Regions from separate parts of the Dromaius novaehollandiae genome. Here region 2 is linked to region 1. The links are chromatin contacts, called in public Hi-C maps. All regions are on one chromosome and are shown on one strand. The core of a region is the stretch at or near the end of the contact, and the rest is flanking DNA. Distances in the headings are between cores, read along the strand shown. Region 1 holds the start of PDS5A (PDS5 cohesin associated factor A). Region 2 holds the start of UBE2K (ubiquitin conjugating enzyme E2 K).

Region 1 (2,994 bases), core at 179-2,678:
TCTTCTGAGTGGGTTTCACATAGGCTATGGACACCCAAGGTTTTCAATTTATCTCCCCCAGGACAACACGGCAGGGACACAAGGAATACAGATTTAAGAGAGACATTACTCCAGAAGCACCCAAGAAACCCTCAGTCTTTGCACGCTTTTCCTCTCACCCCTTGTCGAGGCAGACCTCGGCACACTTGGCCGTAAGCGGTGGCGCTTATTCCTTCCCACACCTTTTGGCAGGCCCTGCAGCTCCTCCTGCGCACGGCAAGGCCAGGCCCAGCCAGGCCCCGCCACGAAGGCCCGGCCAGCTCCCAGCCCACGAGGAGCCCGGTCCCTCCCGGGCTCACCCCGACCTCCTCGCTGTAGTGTCCTCTACGGACAACTCACGGGCGATTTTCAAAACTGGGAACAACAGTACTTTCAGTGGGTGTCAGTAGCCAAAAACCAATCAGCTGGAGACCTTAGATTAGTCTTGATCAGTTAAAAATGATCTTTTGGTGTCACACACCTTCTCCGAGGAGGGCAGGCATACGGAAAACACTTTATACATAAACACAGACACGCTTAACATGTAACGCTGATTCAAAGTGGACAGATATATCCTACTTCACCACTGACTTTCAAAATATATTCCACCTCCTCGAAATATGGAAGAATATTAAATTACAAAGCACATTTTTGCATGGAAGGCTCTTCTGAGTTTACTGGCAAGGGCTCCTTCAGCACGCATATTCAAGCTTCTCCTGAAGATCTGTAACTAAATTAATTTCTGAGAAACTCATCTGCTGACAACGAAGAAGAAAAATTTAGATACCAGCATGCAGAAGCGGCTCTCTCCACGATCCGTTTGAAGAAGGGCTATTTACTTCTCCCTGCCGCGGCACAGACTGCGCCACCATAAACTACTTTCCCCTATTTCGTTATTTATCGCGCCGGCCGGGCCTCGCCACCGCCAGTTACAAAATAATAAGTCGGCAGGAAACGCGGGTTCAAAGCCGTCTGGAAACCGCTCCGAGGCAGCGGCGAGGCAGGGCCCGACCCCGAGGCCCGCAGAGCCCAGCCCGGCCCGGGGCAGAGCGGCTTCCCTCTGCCGCACGCAGCGCCGCGGCCTGGCAGCCCCGGCCAGGCCTCGCCTCGGCCGCCCGCCGCCACGGGAGGGGCCCCGCCGGGCTCGGGCAGGCCGCAGCAGCCGCCGGGCCGGAGCAGCCGCCGTCCGCGGCCCGCTAGTACCGGGCCCCGGCGCCGGCGCCGCTCCGGGGCTTTTGGCGCCAAGCGGGAGGCAGCGCTGCGGCGGCCGCGCCCGGTACTGCCCGCCGCCGCCCTGCACGAGGCGCGGCGCGGCCCGGGGCCTCGCTGGCCGGCGCGGCGCGGCGGCTCCTGGCGGGGCGGCGCGGCGCGGTGCGGGCGGAGGCAGGGAGGGAAGGGGGCAGGGCGCGGAGCCTCCTCCCGGGCTGCTCTTCCGCGGCCGGACGGAGAGCGGCACTGTGTCCCCGCGGCGCACGCTCCGCCGGAGCCTCCCCCTCTCCCCGGCCGCCGCCACCGAGCAGCCTTCCCCCTCCCCCAGCCCTCCGCGAGCAGGAGCCGGAGCCGGAGCCGGAGCGGGAGTCGCCGCCGCACCGCGGAGCAGGCAGGCAGCGGGCGCCGCCGGGGCAGCGGCCGGCGGGGGCGGCGCGGCGAGCACCACCCGGCACGGAGGCTACTCAATGCTGCACCTTCCGGAGCTGCATGAGGTAAAGGCGGCTCCGGGTCCCGCTTCCCTCCCTGCGCGCCCCCGCCTCCCCGTCGCCCGCGGCCGGCGGGGGTGTGCGCGCTGCGCCGCGCCGGGGGGCTCTTTGTGGGCCCCGCCGCGGGAGTTGGGTGAGGGGCGGCGGGGCGCGGGCGGGCGGCGGGGCGCGGGCTGAGGGACATGAAGTTGCGGGAACAAAATGGAAAGTGGAGAGTGGCCTGGCCCCCGCCGCCGGGGGGGCCCCGCCGCCGCGGGGGGGCCGGCGGGGGGCCGGGGGCCGCGGGGGGTTTTGTTTGCGATCGGCGCCGCCGCCTCCCTGCCCCCTCTCCTGTCGGCTCCTCTGCCTCCCGATAGTTTTGAGGCCTAACTGTTTAGGCCTCGTCTGCCGGCCCTGGGGCTTATGTGCCGGCCTCGGAGCCCCGCGGGCGCCGGGATGGGCCCGGCCGCGGGGCCCCCGCCGCGGGTCGCCACGGCCGCTGGGGCGCGGGGCATCATTCGGCCGAGCCCCGAATTTCATTGTAAAATCGGCGGCTCCAAACTAATCGCGTCGCGCTGGAGCAGCCCCGCGGTGAAAGGAGGCGCCGAGGGGCCGGAGTCGCGGGCGGAGGCGGGGGCCTCGCCGGGGGCGGCGGCGGCCGCGGGAGGCGGCGGCCGCGGGGCCGGGGGGCTCCGTCGCCGCGGCGAGAAGCGGGGCCTTCGGTGAATTGAGGGTTAGAAATGGAAAAAGAGGGTTAGAAAGTCGTTTCTATTCTGCTGAACTTTTGTTTTCTGACCGATAGAGGCCGGTAGAGGACTGTGGAGAAGGAAAGTTTATAACCAGCAGCACCAGGATGGACTTCCCGGCTACCCAACCGAAACCGACTGCCGATGGTAAAATTATCTACTACCCTCCCGGGGTGAAGGAGATCACAGACAAAATTACCAACGATGAAGTGGTGAAACGGTTGAAGGTAAGCGTTCCTGCCCCTGCCCTCCGCGCAACTTCTGCTGCTTAAAGTAAACATTTCGTCGCAGGCGGTTCTCCGGTGGTGGTTGAAATGTCTCCTCCTCGCTGCAGACCTGCATGGGGATACTACTTTCTTGCCTTTCCTTAAAAGAGCAGGAGCCATTTTTTGCAATTCGTGACCGTGCTGCCTTGTCTAGGCGTTTGTGCGCTCTTTCAGAGCAAACATGAAAACGGTAAACTGCTAATTTGTGCATGAGATGCATCCGCATTGTTGGAGAGCAGTCTGAAGTGGAATTATAATTGCAGGAAATATTACCAACAATTTTAGTTG
Region 2 (2,994 bases), core at 257-2,756, 140 kb after region 1:
AAGCATCTAACCTGCAACATCATCCCAAGTAGGACGATAATGACGACACAACTATTAAAACCTATCTGGCTGACGTTCGCCAACTCGCATACAGACACAGCAAAAATTGTACTGATGCAACCCTGCATCCCTACATATTCCCAATAACGGATCAAAACTTCTTTTAACATCTTGCCAAAAGCAGCCTACTTCTCTCACTGACCACCACCTGCCTCTCAATAACATGAGCCGCTTCAGAGAGATACTAGTTAGAAAGGCAGAAAACTAGATAACAAGAATTAAAGGAGTGCGGTTTTAAAAGCATCCACCTTAAGGTGAGTTAACCTACGCTGGGATAAAGGAAGTTATGGATTAAAGTAACCTAGATAAACAGGGATTTACCTGCAGCCCTTAAAAACAAAAAATAAAACGCAGACATACTCCACAGTCCCTGGCTGACCGGAGAGGTGAGCTGGGGGCTGCGTGTGCCCGCCGCCCTACTACTCAGCCCCGCCGGGCCCCCTCGCTACCGCCCGGCGCCCAGGGCCGCGCGGGGATGCGCGCGGCAGTCGCGCGCGCGAGGGTCGCGGGAGCCCCGCGCGTGGGCGGCTCCACCCCGCGGCGCCCGGCCTGGTAGCGGGCTCCGCCGCCTCGGCCGCCCACGGCCCGCGAGGGCGGAGGGCGCCGCCGCCGGAGGCTGCCCGGCCCGGCCCGGCCCGGCCGCCGCCGCTGCCCCCCGCCGCCGCCGCGCTTCCTGCCGCCGGCAGGCCGGGCCCGCCGGCCCCGCTCGCCCTCCGGCGGTGCCCGCTGCCCGCTGGGGGAGGGGCCCCGCGGCCCCCTCCTTCCCCCCGCCGCGGCGGCGGGTCCCGTCTCCCCGGGAATCGCCATTCCCCTCCCCGAGGCCGTGGGCCGGGCCCACCCCCAGCGCGGGGAGGTGGGGCCGAGGAGGGAGCGGGGTCCCGGCGCAGCCCGGCGGGGAGCCCGCACCGACCCTGCTGCCCGCACACACGCATGGGGGAGGGTGGCGGCGGCGCCCGGGCAGGGCAGCGGGGAGAGGCTCTGACCTCCTCGCTCTTCAGCACCTCCTTGAACTCCCGCTTGATCCTCTGCACCGCGATGTTCGCCATCTCCGCAGCGGGCACCGACCCGCACACCCTCGCTGCCTCCGCGCCGGGCCCAGCAAGCTCCGCCGCCGCTCTCGCTGGATAACTCCCGGCCCCACCAAAATGGCGCCCAGGCCGAGCATGCGCGCTGCGGCACCCGGCTCTGCCGCCGCCGCCGCCGCCGCTGCTCAGGAGGGGCCGCCGTGTGCGCGGAGCGGCGCGGAGTCGGCGGCGGGGCTGCCCGGCGGCGGTGGGGGGCGAGCGCCGGCCGCCGCGCAGGGCGCGAGGGAGGGCGGGACGCGCCAACCGTCGCCTCGCGGCCCCCGCCTCCCCGCTGCCCCGGGGGAGGCCGCCGCCGCCGGCCGCGGGGGGACGCCTGCCCGCCGCCATCGCTCCTCCTGTCACGGGCCGCGCACGTTTCCCGCGGCGCCGGCTCACGCCCGGGCGCCGCTGGGGCCGGCGGAGCCCTGCGCCGCGCCCCGCGGCGGAGCTGCCGGCGGCGATGGAGCGGCGACGCGGCCCCGCCGCCTCCCCCCGCGGCGATGCGGCCCCGCCGCACGCACCGGGGGTCCCCGGGGCACCGGCCGCGGCGGGGGCGGCGGAGGGCGGCGGGCGGGGGCAGCCGGCGGCGGGTGGAGGGCGAGCCGCCCGGGGCGGGCCCGAGGTGCCGGCGGAGGCGGGGGGCGCCCGCGGGGAAGCGCCTGGCCCGGGGCGCCGCTCCCGGGTCTCCTCGGGAAGCCCTCGGGCGCAGACAACCAGCGGGTTTTCCCGTGCCCCAGCAGCTGCCCGGCCCGCTGCTGCTGTTCTTTCCGCACTGGAGCAGACGGCGGTACTCCGCACCTGCCCGGGCTCAGCGCCTGCCCTCGAGAGGCTGCTGCCCCCTCCCGCGGGATGGAGGGGCTGGGGCCGCAGCCGGGGAGCCCTGGCCCTGGGGAGGCCGCGCGAGTCCCGCTTCCTTGCGCGGCTGCTGCTGCAGGATGTTGGAAGGGGAGTAAGAGGCGAAGGTGTCAGCGCTGTCTAACGGACTGCTATATTTCATTGCAGAAGCGAGCACTGTGAGCCGCGGATGTTGCACTGCCCAGAAGACCGGGACAGGTACCAGGAACCATCCCTGCTTGTCTGAGAAGGGCGAGATATGGTATGGAACAGGAGAGCGTAGACAGATTTTCAGAAGGGAATGTGAGGGTGCATTCACAACCGTTCGTTCGGGAACTAGAGGCTTTCAAGACTTAAAGGTCTACAGAAACACATACGGTGCCTCCTCTAACTGTACAGTGTAGGGCCATGTACAGCGTAGACATTTATCCCAACAGGGAGCATTTCTGTGTTTTTAGAACCTGATTGTAGTGGCTTATAGTTGGGACTTGTCTACTTGTGGCATGGCTGTCATCTGCAAATACTGCTCATTTATCTCCAGTAGTGTACACAGCATTTTGACTATTATATAAACATTAAAGAAAATACAGGCCCAACTGATAAAAAATTTGGCAGCTATTTACAGATGCATATAGTTCTTTTTTTCCGTGTGTTTACTCTTCTCCCATGATTTGACTAGGAAAACTCCATTCTCCTGGAACAGCGTTGTACTATGTGCCTCTGGTTCAGAGAGTCAGCTCTTTCTTCATATCGAAGCTTGGCTTTGACACAATACGCAATGCATTTTTCCCAGTTTTTATTATGTTTCCAAAAAGAACCATTTTGCATTGTCTGTTTTCCTTTTAATGACTTCCGGTGTGATCTTGGGCCTTCAACTTCAGAATAATTTAGACAGCTAAGTCCCACTGATGTGCCCAAGTTCTTTTGAGGAGGTAGGCCATAGCTTTGCTCTGCCTTAGGTTCCCACCTGTGGCATAAGGGTAATAATTCTTCTCTGCCTCATAGAGCTCATAAATGAAAGTCAGGTTTATGGTGT

Evidence for each region. Hi-C and Micro-C count contacts between places; a contact is called where the count stands out from the background.
Region 2: a contact with region 1 is called in a Hi-C map of ovary, with 2.7 times the contacts expected there. The contact joins the promoter of UBE2K here to the promoter of PDS5A in region 1. A contact is called at or near these places in 3 of 4 Hi-C or Micro-C datasets (blood, brain and ovary).

The regions. Positions count from the first base shown.
Region 1 is chr4:62,686,200-62,689,193 of bDroNov1.hap1, forward strand. It overlaps PDS5A (PDS5 cohesin associated factor A), which reads left to right and starts at 1,429. Exons shown (of 33, transcript XM_064511263.1): 1 at 1,429-1,721; 2 at 2,497-2,667. The coding sequence starts at 1,695. LOC112979520 (a long non-coding RNA gene) reads right to left here and starts at 1,380. Exons shown (of 2, transcript XR_003258192.2): 1 at 806-1,380.
Region 2 is chr4:62,825,815-62,828,808 of bDroNov1.hap1, forward strand. UBE2K (ubiquitin conjugating enzyme E2 K) reads right to left here and starts at 1,507. Exons shown (of 7, transcript XM_064511265.1): 1 at 1,044-1,507. The coding sequence starts at 1,472. It overlaps SMIM14 (small integral membrane protein 14), which reads left to right and starts at 1,239. Exons shown (of 6, transcript XM_064511268.1): 1 at 1,239-1,332; 2 at 2,127-2,220. The coding sequence starts at 2,218.